2 separate regions of the Ovis aries genome follow, and region 1 is linked to region 2. A link is a contact called in public Hi-C data. All regions are on one chromosome and are shown on one strand. Each heading gives the region's core, a stretch centred on a gene start, on an enhancer-like site or on the middle of the called end of the contact. The rest is flanking DNA. Distances are from core to core; before and after follow the strand shown.

Region 1 (6,222 bases), core at 79-2,578, 81 kb after region 2:
CTGTGCTCCTCCAGCCCCTGGATCATGTCGAATTTATAGATTTCTTTGGCATAATACTCCGACTCGGTGTTTGCTTGCGTGCAGACGTCTCCCCTCTCCCCATGCACCTCCTCCAGCAGCTCTCGGGTGCTGTTGTAAAGATCCAGGACCTGGATGGGGATACTGGCCAACCCGGATGGATCGGGGGGACTGGTGAGCCTGAGTTTGCTCAAGATCTGTCCCCTAATGGCTTCCACTCGCTTCCTCTTGATGTGGTTGAAGTCCAAGGTGGTGCAAGTGGACATGGAGAGGCTGACCGTGGCAAAGTTCAGCAGGGCCAGGACCACCAGAGCCCTCTGCAAGTGCATCTTCAGGCAGGGGCCGGGGAGAAAGGCCGCAAGGCCTGGCAGGAGGAGACCCCGGCAGTCGTGCAGAAGGAGGGAGGAAAACCAGGCGGCCTCCCTAGATCCCGAAGACTGAGGCTTGGCAAGAAGGTGCATGAACTCACTGCACTGCGAGAGCTTCAGGACTTCCAGGAAGCGCTGGCAACCCTGAGCGCGAAGAAGCCGACTGTGTGCCGTGAAGCTCTGGGTTTCTTCTCCATGTGTCTAAACAGGTTCTGCTGGGCTCTGACTTCTAGCAGGCCAGGTGGAGGGCAAAGCAGAGGGCTGGGAGGGGTGGCAAGGCAGCTGGGAGTGGGAAGGGAGCTGGAGTTTTTCCTTAGGTAAAAATAAATAGAGCGGATATCTGATATTGCCAAACGCCGCTTGGCAATGGGGAGAAAGTGGGTAATTTTAAAGAAGGAGCAGAAGGACCATGGCTGGGTCCCCAAATCAAAATCCTTGCCTTGCCCTGAAGGAGAGTAAGAAAAGAGGATGGAAAAGAAAAGAGAAAAAAATTATTAAAAAATAAAAATCACCAGTGAGTAGGTGGGGAGAGGCAGGGCTAGGCGGCTGCTGGCCCAGCTCAAGGTGGGGCACCGCGCAACACACGCTTGTCTCTCAGGCACACCATTCATGCTTTCTCTTTTGTTTACACTTCCTGGGGAGGGGGGGCTTTCTAAATGACTTTGTTCACGCTGCCTCTCATCTTCATTGGCTGGGATGTGGGCTTATGTTTGCAATTGGAAGGCAGCGGGGTACAGCCCCTGGAGAGCATCCCCAGTTAATCCACTTGGACGCCCAGGTCACCAGCACCTCGTCTTCTCCCTCGGCCTCTGCTTCTGTTCCCTGATTCTCTTTAAAAAATAAAAAAGAAAAGAAAAGACAAATAAAATAGAAGACAGTTCACTGCACGCCTCCTCCGGAAAGCTGTTATTCCTTGTTTCTCAGGCTTCTTCCCCTATCTCTCGCCTCTCTTGCTCATGCCCTTGGACTTGGCTTTCGGATTCCCTCCCTTTCTCTCCCTCCAGCTTCTCTCTGCCTCTCCCTCTCGCTCAAGCTCCTCTCCCCCTCTCTCTCTCGCACACACTCACATGCACACACACTGCTTTCTCTATTTCTCTCTGCTGAAATTTTATACCTCCCTCCCATGACGTTTCTGGCCCCGGGGCGGGGGGCGGGGGGGGTGGTGAGCGGCGAGGAGGGGGCGAAGAGAGGTGGAGAGTGGAGTGGGTGGGGGGAGGGACCCGAGCACCACGCAGGCTCCTTTGCTGCATGATTTTAATGTTTTAAACAGGCACAGGAAAAGCCGAGCCCATTTGAAAAATACTTTGCGAGTCCCGCTCGATCGACGTGGTAACTGAACTTTTTCTCTCCCCCCTCCCCCCCCCCCCGCCCCCCCCCCCCCGCCCCTTGGAGTCACTCCGGCTACACGTTGACTGTTTTTCTGGAAAGTTACGGCCGATGAATCCCCTCCCCTCTTTCTCCCTCAATTCCTTCGCCCTCTCGCCAGCTGTCAGGAGGTCCTCTCCTCGGCGGGTCTCTTGCTCCCTCCTAGACTCACCACCACCCCCCACCCCAGTCCCCCGTCCCCCGGCCTGGCAGGACCCCGGGCAGGGGCCTGGGCACGGGCGCCGTGCCCACCCCTCCGGGCTCGGGTGGGAGAGGTTGACGCCCGGCCTCGGACCGGGATTGGAGTTGGGTTCAGCCCCGCAGTCCCGGCCCCGACTCTTCATTGACAAGACTGTGGAGTCGGGTGGCTCCCGGAAGCTTGGAGATGCTCCAGGGGCCTTGAAAAAGGGGTGGCGTTTTCCGGCAGACCGAGGGTGCCCCCTGGCGAGGCGAGACCGCCAGTGACAGAGGCTCGGTGGGTCGGAGCCGCGAAGGTCTGGAGGGCTGGATCGGGGGAGGCTAGATGGGGAGAGGGCTGGATGGGAGGGAGCTTGGGGCGGGGGAGGTGTAGGGAGGAGCAGGAGGGCTGGGAGGCGGGCGGGGGGGGCGGAGGCTGGGGGGAGCTGGAGGGGAGGGCTGGGGGCGTGGGGAGCTGAAGAGAGGGCTGTTGCGGGGGGGAAGTCTGCGGGGGTGGTTGGGGAGGTGTGTGACGCCGGGAACCTGGGGAGAAGGGCTCGAAAGAGGGCGAGGAGAAACAAGACGGGGTGCCCTGGGGAACAGCCTCTCTCTCTCTCCGGGCCCCACGTGCGCACACGGGCACCTCTCCCTTCGCCGAGCCCCGCTCGGCCGTCGCTCTCGCAGAAATGTCCTCCAGATGTGCGCGGCCTCCCTCCCCGGCCGAGGGTTCCGCGGGGAGCTGCGCCAGCCAGTGCGGAGTCAGCAGTTGGCCCGAGCCCATTTCCCAGATGGGTGAGGGGAGGGTTTTTGGTTGTTTTTTTTTTTTTCCCTCCGCTTTCGTTCCTTCTCTCAGCCTACATTTCTAGGTCTTTTCTCACCATAAGTTTCGGAAGGGCAAACCACAATGCCCGCGCCCTTTCCACCCCACTGCCCACTCACCCCTCCACCACCCCACCCCGCTCCGACATGGTATAATCTCCGAATTGATCGCTTTCCAGGGAATCGGTGCTGCTCCCCGCCACCCGATCCCACTTCGCCTTCCTGACCCTGGATCCCAGGACATTAACGGAAAGGACGTTCTCTGCATCCCCAGGGCTGTGGTTGATCAGCTTAAGTTGAGGAAATGGAGACACAGACCTGTTTAAGAGGCACAGACCTGTTTAAGAGGCTTCACTGCTTGTGAGTGGTGGAGGTGATATTTAACACGGGCTCTCTGGTTTGGGAAGACATTTATTTGCATAAGAAATGAGGGATCCTAGGTGTAAAAAGGTTAAAGTAACTTGCGTTTGAATTACTTTTAGGTCATATAATCAGGGGGAGTCAACACTGAGATTGGGACACAGGAGGTCTATTGCCAATATCTATGCACTTAAATGTGCTGTGTGTAGTCGCTCAGTCCTTTCCAACTCCTTGTGACCCCGTGGACTGTAGCCCACCAGGCTCCTCTGTCCATGGGGATTCTCCAGGCAAGAATACTTGAGTGGGCTGCCCTGCCCTCCTCCAGTGCACTTAAATATTATGCTCTATTTCCTCTGGAATTCAGCTATCATTTGAAAAATATTTTTGACACCTACTATATGCCAGGCACTGTTCTAGGCTCTGTGGAGGCAGCAGTGAATAAAACCAACCAAATCATTCCCTTAAGGACTCTACATTCTAGAAGTGGAGGTAGGACCATGGGGAAGGCAATAACTGAGTTAAAATATGTAAATAATGTGGTGTGATAAAAGGTAAGTGCCATGGTGGAAAATAAACCAGAGAAGACAGAGTGCCCAGGTTGAGGGGATGTTGCAATTTAAAATCAGAGAAGGCCTTACTGAGACCTTTAAATACTTGCAAAATGGGAGGGAAAATTATTAAAGTTATATCCTTCTGGATACCACCTCTACCAATCAGAGTCTACAGGGCAGGGCCCTGACACATGTGTTTTTTAACACACTTCACAGGTGATTCAGGTGCTCTGCAAGGTTTGGAAGCCACTATCCTAGGGCTTCTTTCTGCCTAGAGTGAGCATCTTTTGCTTTCAGGAATTTGGGGAAGAAGTGGGAGTGAAGGTTTGGAAGTGGTGGTGGTGTGGCTATAAAAAGTGAAAAGAAAATAGAAATGGAGTCGGTATTGCTAAAAGAGCTCTCTAAAATGGAACCAGAAGGCCATTAAGGAAGTATGAAGTATGCGAGTCTCAGCCTAGGTAAAACCTAACCTTCTATCCACTGACTGTCCTAATGAAGGCATCCAGAAGATCTGCCAGAAATTCAAGATCCTTATCAGACCCCTATCTTATAATAACTTGTGAAATCCTGTCTACTTATCAGTTGTTTTTTGGTCGCTCAGTTCTGTCTGACTCTTTGCTACCCCAGGGACTACAGCACACCAGGCTTCCCTGTCCTTCACTATCTCCTGGAGCTTGCTCAAACTCATGTCCATTGAGTCGGTGTCCAACCATCTCAACCTCTTTTGGCCCCTGTTCCTCCTGCCCTCAATCTTTCCCAGCATCAGGGTTTTTTCCAATGAATCGGTTCTTCGCATCAGACCCTTACTCTAAAACAACTCTTGATTCCTTAAAGACAAATATTTCCTTTCTTGCATCAGAGAACAGCCTTATGGCCTTTGCCTTTGTGATCTCCTTTCTGTTCCTCTTTCCTAGAACACTCTTGATTTTTACCAGAATCTGTGTCTCCTGAATTGCAATTTTCAGACCCCCACCCCCTCAATAAAACTCTTTATTCTTTGCAGCCTCCATATTGATTACTGTTTGACAGCAATTACAAGAAATGGGGAAATCCTAAGATTAATCCCTTCTTCCTCATCTGGCACCAAGGAAGAAGGGAACAAGGGCTTCACTGAAGCCTATATTTCATCCATCTTGGATCTTTGGCAGTGAATGTTTATTCAGGTTAAAATCTAACAGGGTATTACTCTCACTGAGAATCAGAACTCATGAGTAAAAGGTTTTAGGGGTAATCTCTAAGAGTCACTACAAGGGAGGAAGCTGAGAAAGTTCTGCAGGGCTACACAGGTAGGTATCAGCTGAGCTAGGATGAAGTTTCAATTCTTCTGACATCCAGACAGTACTGTTGCTGTCACGGGCATGCTAGCACATAGCCCTACCCAGTGAACATGTGGATAAATGGTTGGACCTAATCATTTATTAGGGATTGAAGAAATCCTACATTCCAGTTTTAGGGTTGGTAATCCCTCTTACACGTCTTTGCTTTTGAGAAGCCATCTAAAGCCTTATGCCTAGGATGATGCTGGAGACACTTCACTTTCAGGGCCATGAACTCAAGTTCTGGGGTCCCAGCTGGCAGTCCCCAGTACCAAGGATTGGTCAGTGTTATTGAATTAGGGAACCTTATATGTAGAGTCAATGAAGACTCAACTCGATAGTCCCATTAGGCTGGGAATTTGGGGACCATCTTCCTCTACTGGCCCAGGAGACTGGCTGGCACCCAGTAATACATGCCAGAGAAAAACACCAGTAAGACCTGGGGTCAGAAAAGCATGTGGCTCTGCTGCTTAATACTCAGGTGGTTTTCCTCAAGGTACTGTTCTGCACCTCACTGTCTTCAATTGTTGAATAGAAATACTACTTTTGCTCACTTCATGGGGGCTTGAAGGGGTTATTTGTACTTTTGATAGTTATATTTGATGTGTTGGTTCAACTGCTCTGTCAACTTCTTGAAGGCAGAAATTAGGTATATTGCACTTCTCATCATAAGTCATTTATTAGCACCTGACCCTCAGGGTGTCAGTTCAATGGAGATAGTATAACTTATCTTGTCTCCTACAAAGTTGTTATGCATTTTCCATGCACTAATAACTGTGAAGTTCCTCTGTACATTGACAAGAGCTATACACATGAAAAGGATAAGAATAATTACTACTATTAATAGTAGTGCTTTGCACTTTACAACTTACCTATTTGAACAGAGGCCCTGATGCTGGGAAAAATTGAAGGCGGGAGGAGAAGGGGAAGACAGAGGATGAGATGGTTGGATGGAATCACCGACTCAGTGAGTCTGAGTAAACTCTGGAAGTTGGTGATGGACAGGGAGGCCTGGTGTGCTGTGCAGTTCATGGGGTCGCAAAGAGTAGGACACGACTGAGTGACTGAACTGAACAGAGGTAGGCAGTTTCTAAAAACTAAAACTTTTCACTGTCCCACAGGAGCACCCTCATCAGGATTTAATATGTGGAGATTCCTTCCAAATGTCATAAAAGGTAGGTTTAGGAAAGATTTGGTTTAAATTTGAGGATGGCACCTACACTCCAGGAAACAATGAAGCGGACCCTT
Region 2 (6,476 bases), core at 1,578-4,077:
TGATGCTTCCTAAGACCCACTTGACTTTGCACTCCAGGATGTCTGGTTCTAGATGAGTGATCACACCATCAAGATTATCTGGGTATGAAGATCTTTTTCGTGTAGTTCTTCTCTGTATTCTTGCCTCTCCTTATCTTCTGCTTCTGTTAGATCCATACCATTTCTGTCCTTTATTGTGCCCATCTTTGCATGAAATGTTCCCTTGGTATCTCTAATTTTCTTGAAGAGATCTCTAGTCTTTCCCATTCTATTGTTTCCCTCTATTTCTTTGCATTGATCACTTAGGGACGCTTTCTTATCTCTCCTTGCTATTCTTTGAAACTCTGCATTCAAATGGATGTATCTTTCCTTTTCTTCTTTACCTTTCACTTCTCTTCTTTTCTCAGCTATTTGTAAGGCCTCCTCAGACAACCATTTTTCCTTTTTTGCATTTCTTTTTCTTGGGGATGGTCTTGATCACTGCCTCCTGTACAGTGTCACAAACCTCCATCCATAGTTCTTCAGGCATGCTGTCTATCAGATCTAATCCCTTGAACTTATTTCTCACTTCCACTGTATAATTATAAGGGATTTGATTTAGGGCATACCTGAATGGTCTAGTGGTTTTCCCCACTCTTCAACTTAAGTCTGAATTTGGCAATACGGAGTTCGTGATCTGAGCCACAGTCAGCTCCCAGTCTTGTTTTTGCTGACTGTATAGAGCTTCTGTATCTTCGGCTGCAAATAATATAATCAATCTGATTTCGGTATTGACCATTTGGTGATGTCCATGTGTAGAGTCTTCTCTCGTGTTGTTGGAAGAGGGTGTTTACTGACTCTCCCAGGTAAAATGTGTACATTTCAACTGAAATCAAGGTAGACAGGCCCAACAAATAAGTGTATTTATGGGGCAATGGGTCAGATTACTTCTAGAAATTTTAAGTATATAATAGTGAGTAGGACTGAAGCAATCTCTATCTTCATGGAGCTCACATTCTAGCAAGGATGACAGATGTTAAGTTCACAGCTACCCCATAGTCCCATAGTCCCATAGGTTTTGGTAGTGGCTTTCCTGGTGGTCCAGTGGTTAAGCCTTCATGCTTCCACTGCAGGGCATGCAGGTTTGACCCCTCAGAAGTTCTGCATGCCATGAGATGCAGTCAAGGAAAAAAAAATTTTTTAAGAAAAATATATATAATTTTGGTAAATGCAATGAAAGAATGACAAAGCTGTAAGAACCTGTAGCAGGAGGAGCTGGCATAGTCTGGAGGGCATCAGACCAGTGAAAGAGTTTCTAAAGCAAGCAGCTGGGGAGCCTGTGCTGGAAGAATCTAAAATACTCTGTCCTATCTCTTGTCAAAACTTGGTGTGAGGGAAGGTACCTCTATATGTGGTTTCTCAACCTTGGCACAGCTGACATCTTGGACTAGAATATTCTTTGGGGGCACTTTGCAAGGGCACTGTGGGAAAGGCTTAGCACCATTCCTGGCCTCTACCCACTAGATGCCAGCAGGCCCCACAGTTGTAACAACCACAAATATCTCAGCATCACCAAATGTCCCTTGCTGGGAGGGTGGGGATAGAGGGCTAAATCCACCCCTACTCTCTCCCCCAGTTGAGAACCACTGTTGCACATAAATTTTTTTTTATGTCTTTGCTTATGATTTATCTAAGTCAATACCAGAAATTTAATTTACTCATTCAGTAAACAAGTAATCTGTTGAGTGCTTATTAGGTGCAGGCATTGTGATAGTTGCGGGCGGAAGTGGGGGGGGACACAGTCATGATCCAAGCCTGTGTTTTCTTGAAGCTGTGTTCTAGTGGGGAGAAATGTACAATCAATTTTAAAACACATAACACTTCAGAAGAAGAAAGTTCTTTCTGATAAGATGACATCTGAACTTGAAAGAAGTCTTAAAAGAAGCCAGGGTGGGGGCAACCCCAGAAGCAAGAGGCAGCGCCCCTGAAGGGCAGTAGTTGACCTCACCTTTCTGTCTTCAGGTCTAACCAAGCCGCTTGTGTTTCAGAGGGGCCTCCGCAGAAGGGCAGCTGAACGGACTCCAGAGCAGCCTCAACTCTGCAGCCTTTGTGCCCATCACCAGCTCCACAGGTTAGTCTGCGGGGGCGCAGTGGGGAGGGACTGGGCCCACCCTTCTCTCCTCTGCCTCTGAGGAGAGCTCCCGTTCAGAGAACAAAGCCTCTCAGGCTTCTGAAGTGTTGGCAAATGGGCATGTGGTCGCTCTCTTCTTTCAGATGATACATTTTAGGGTGAAGTGGTTTTTCTGCGCTTAGTTTGGGGTAGATGAAATTTCCCAGTCTGGCAGAGTGTTACCAGATTTGCAGCATTTAGTAAAAATTGCCTGTATTTGAAAAAACTTGCCAGTGTTTCACCATTTATGTGATGTTTCCACACGTAGTATTAGCATCTTACATTAAATCCTCACTGCAGCCCTGTGAGGTATACCATTGTCCCCTCCACGTGAGCAGAGGCTCAGAAAGTGGAGAGACCTGTGGGAGCTGATCCGTGGGTGCAGATCTGGAGCTGTGGTCCGGGCTGCGTCCTGCCTGCTAACATCACGGTCTTGCCAGGTAGCAGCTGAGGGCCTCAAGCCTCTCACCATATAAGGCAGCACTGGCCCGGGGATAGCTTCCTGTGAGTAGCACTTCCTGCACTCATAAGTCGTCAGAAAACTGAAAGCAAATCCACTATTCGATTCAACAAGTATTTATTTTTGAACACCTCCTGTGGGGAAAGTAGCATGCTGGGCAACTGAGACATATGAAGAGTGAACTAGGCCTTCCCTGCGGTCAGGAAACTTAGAGGCTCAGGGAGAGGGAGGTTGACGGGATGTGGCTGCAGGAGGGAGTGCCAGGCACTGGGGACACAGAGAATAATAGTAGACAGTGTTGCTGTGTGTCAGGCACACTTCTGAATGCTTCACATGTCATAACTCATCTGTTCACAAAGCACACGTGTAATATGGGAGCTGTATTCCCTGTTTTACAGCTGAAGAAATAAAGGCACAGACAGATTATGAACCATAATCCAAACTCCCACAGTTGGTCAGTGGTGGAGCAGTATTTGAACCCAAGCAACTTGGCCCAGGCTCTTTAGGGATAGAAGAGGGCTTCCTAGAGGAAGACGCATCTAAACTGGGGTCTGACTGTGACAGGTCAGCCGGGAGAGGGGCGGCCTGGGGTGGAAGGAGGTCCAAGAAGAGAGACCAGTGTGGGCAAAGGCCAGTGAGGAAAGGGGGCTGGTGGTGAAATGGTGCTGTGTTCTGGGGGACCCCCTGTATCAGTGTGGCTAGGAACTAGGGCCTCTGAGCAGGGGGCTTAAGGGCAGGGTGCAAGGGTGTATGTGTGTGATACAATACACCTTAAAATGATGACAAGATTGTTAAGGAATCTGGTTCATTTGCCTATATCATGGGGATAATTATTAATACATATACCTCATAGGCTTACTATATAGAGAGGAAGGCTCTATAACTGCACCCAAGTCAGATAATAATATGAAAAGAGTATAGATTTTGTTTTCCACTTAAACTCTTCAAACCTAAATTCAAGAAATAGTTGATGGGTATATAACTCCCCCCACTTTCCCCCTAAAAAGAACTCCTAGAACATGGTAGTTATTTTTAAGGAGGTTAAATTTCCACCTGGAACTCTTATGGCCTGAGAAGTGGGAGGTTAAGAGAACCATGGCCTTACCTGGAATGATTTCCATGAGATAGAGCTCTTAGAGCCTCGGCAGCTCTTCAGATTTGCTGAGGCTGGAGAAGTTTACAAAGCTTAGGAGATCCAGGAAACCTGCCTATTTCATCTGCGTGTTTTTGATACATTAAGTATGAAACTGAACTCTTTGCATGCACTCTGGCTGAGGAAGTTGGAAATTTGAGCGACCAGGCGGGTCACACTTCCAGCATCTTGATCACGAAGTAGTGTTGACTGACTGTTGACGGTTCTTAGAAGTTTCTGTAACAGTTGTACTGAATTTGGTATTGCTGTAAAACCACAGGACAAGGGGAGGTTGTACTCCTGGTTCTCCTAAGCTTCAGTTATCTATGAATACGTCTCTCCATGCTTCTAACTGAAGATGAGTGTGTTGTCTTCCCGCCTTGTTTACATGGCCTTCTGCGGACTGCTTTTGTCTCCAAATGACTCTGGGCCTCTAAAGTCCTTTGAATTTGTTCTCTTCCATGACTGCCTTGGGGTTCTTGATCCTTAGAGAAATGCTGATGAATGTGCAGTAACTAAGGTTCAGGCATTTTCCAGACTTCCCAATAAATGTTTTACCTTAGCAATATAATAATAACTAAATAACTACCTGGCACTTCAGTGTTTCACCCACAAATTATCTGTTTTTCTCTGTTACACGTAGATTTAAAGGCATTATTCTGGGGGTTCAGAAGCACATCCTATAAAAAGGAGGAGGTTAGGCTGCTATTAAAAGCATTTTTCTTTAAACCCACAAGAAGGGAGAACAATCCCCATAATAAGTCAGAAGGTTTGCACATCTCTCCAAGAGTTGGGAAGTTTTCCTGTTCAGGGCTCACTAAACTGCCTGTAAAAGGTGTTTTAGCTCCTGTCTGGTCCAGTTAACTCAGTGATTGAGTCCATGAATGTAGCAAAAGTCTGCTTCCTGACCTCTTGTCCCTTCCCCAAGTCTAGCGAACCAGGCCTTTACGCTGTGTGACCCTGTTCGTCAGGCCGTCTGAACAAGATAGCAGTTCATCCCAGGGTGCTGTTGAAAAACCACTCAAAAGTCCTTTCCCATTGACGGTGGCCTAGTGACATTCTTTTTGTTCTCAACGTTAAATGAGGTAGTGAACGTGAAAGCTCTTAGCAGAGTGCCTGGAATGCTCCGTGAATGTTACTTTTCCTGACTTCCCTACCTCCAGCTATATTCTGCGTGTGCTATAGAAGGGAAGGTGTAGAGTCAGCAGATTTGGAAATTTGAGAAGGAAGCTGGAATGAGGGCCTTTGGCTCAAAGCCAAAGCCACTGGCCCTCCTCCTTTATAAGCATGGTGTTCTTCTTGAGTTCCGAAGTGGTGATGGTGAACGAAAATAGCAGAGCGCAACAGATTAGATAACTGGCATTTCTCTCATGCTGATCTGATGGTGCAAACTACCATTGTTGTAGGGCCTGAAGCCATACCAGCTGCCTTCACCCCTGTCCCTTCGCTTCCCCCCATGCTTTTCTTGTCCTGGAGCCCAGCCTCCATATACACTCCCCCAGGCTTTTTTTTTTTTAAAGCTCTTGTAGATCTCTAGTCAGAGAAAGGAACCTTACCTGGCCTTTTGAACACCAGTGCTGGGTTTCATTTACAAGTAGTGAAGCAGTGTCCTCTGCTAAGCATTGGTCATGTGGGGCCCTGGTAAAATTCTGTGTTGCTTTATGCTTTTTGCATGGGGACAGGCAGCAGCGCCTCAGTGTGCCTCTGCCTGCCTGCTTTGTTGTCTCTGGGACAACAAGAGAAAGGAACTTATTTCAATATACAATAAAGCCAGTGGAAGTCAAACCCTAAGGATCTAGAAATCACTTTGACTTTCAAATGAAATTACTTGCCTGGCCGCTCTCGGCAGGATGACCTATTTTTCACTCTCAGACTCTTGTTCTTTTCACATGCATTGTACAGTTAGTGGAGATCCAGGGTGGCTTTGGAGTATAATAAATTAATAAAAATAAACAAACCCTTGAGATTCTTGCCATAGTGTCTTACACACTTCACTGCTCCCAAAACGTTGTTCTCTCCCCAGAGCCAGAGGGACAAGAATTTGGGTTTATTACCCACTCTTAATATGGTTAGAAAGCAAGAGAGAGAGGATAGATTCGATGTTTGGCAGGAAATGGGGCGCCAGCATCGGGGTGAACGATGGTCCCCTAAAGCCTAGTTTTAGATTTGACCTCTTGTCCTTTCAGCCAAGATTAAATAAAGTGTTAAGTGGGGGTTTTTCTTACATTTTTCAGGATCTTTGGAAGCTCCCCAGGTTATTTTCGCCAGATCCAAACCCTTGCCCACACAATCTGGAGCCCTTGCTACAGTTATAGGACACAGGAAACCCAAGTCGGTGAAGTCAGGGCCAATTTAAGGTAACAGTAAGAAATAAGAGCTTATTTTTTTTATTATAACTTGCTGACTTTATGCCACAGCAAGAGTATTAATAGCTATCAAGAGAAGTGATAGTTTCTCAAAATGACAAGGAAATTGGCATTTTATAAAAACCAAGCTCAGAAGGACTCTCCAAAATTGTGGGTCCAAGTTAAGCTACCGCTATCTTGCTTCTGTGTTGACCTACCAGTAGGTGGCGCTGTGGCAGTAAGAAATCTCCTTAACTCTTCTGGAGGCTTTTGATTAAAAGTATGGGGGCGTTGAGGCCAATCAAAGAAAGAAACTAAAACCGTAATTGAGTTATTCACAAATAAAATGTAACAGGATATGTTGAAAAGCATGATATTTGAAGATCAAATTGCAGTAGCATCTAAAGAAGA

Evidence for each region. Hi-C and Micro-C count contacts between places; a contact is called where the count stands out from the background.
Region 1: a Hi-C map of liver shows a contact between it and region 2, with 3 times the contacts expected there. The contact joins the promoter of TGFB3 here to the enhancer-like site in region 2. A contact is called at or near these places in 7 of 16 Hi-C or Micro-C datasets (blood, hypothalamus, liver and 4 more).

The regions. Positions count from the first base shown.
Region 1 is chr7:85,433,629-85,439,850 of ARS-UI_Ramb_v3.0, forward strand. It overlaps TGFB3 (transforming growth factor beta 3), which reads right to left and starts at 1,329. Exons shown (of 7, transcript XM_004010802.6): 1 at 2-1,329. The coding sequence starts at 479. It overlaps IFT43 (intraflagellar transport 43), which reads left to right and starts at 1,851. Exons shown (of 9, transcript XM_060418410.1): 1 at 1,851-2,226.
Region 2 is chr7:85,351,439-85,357,914 of ARS-UI_Ramb_v3.0, forward strand. TTLL5 (tubulin tyrosine ligase like 5) reads left to right here. Exons shown (of 31, transcript XM_060418393.1): 30 at 2,007-2,089. Among named protein-coding and RNA genes, the nearest start is that of TRNAW-CCA, 55 kb to the right of the region's middle. Within about 2 kb of position 2,828, at least 8 of the 54 cell types and tissues checked have an H3K27ac peak or open chromatin away from gene starts, as enhancers often do. A contact at or near this core is called in liver, where this site is marked.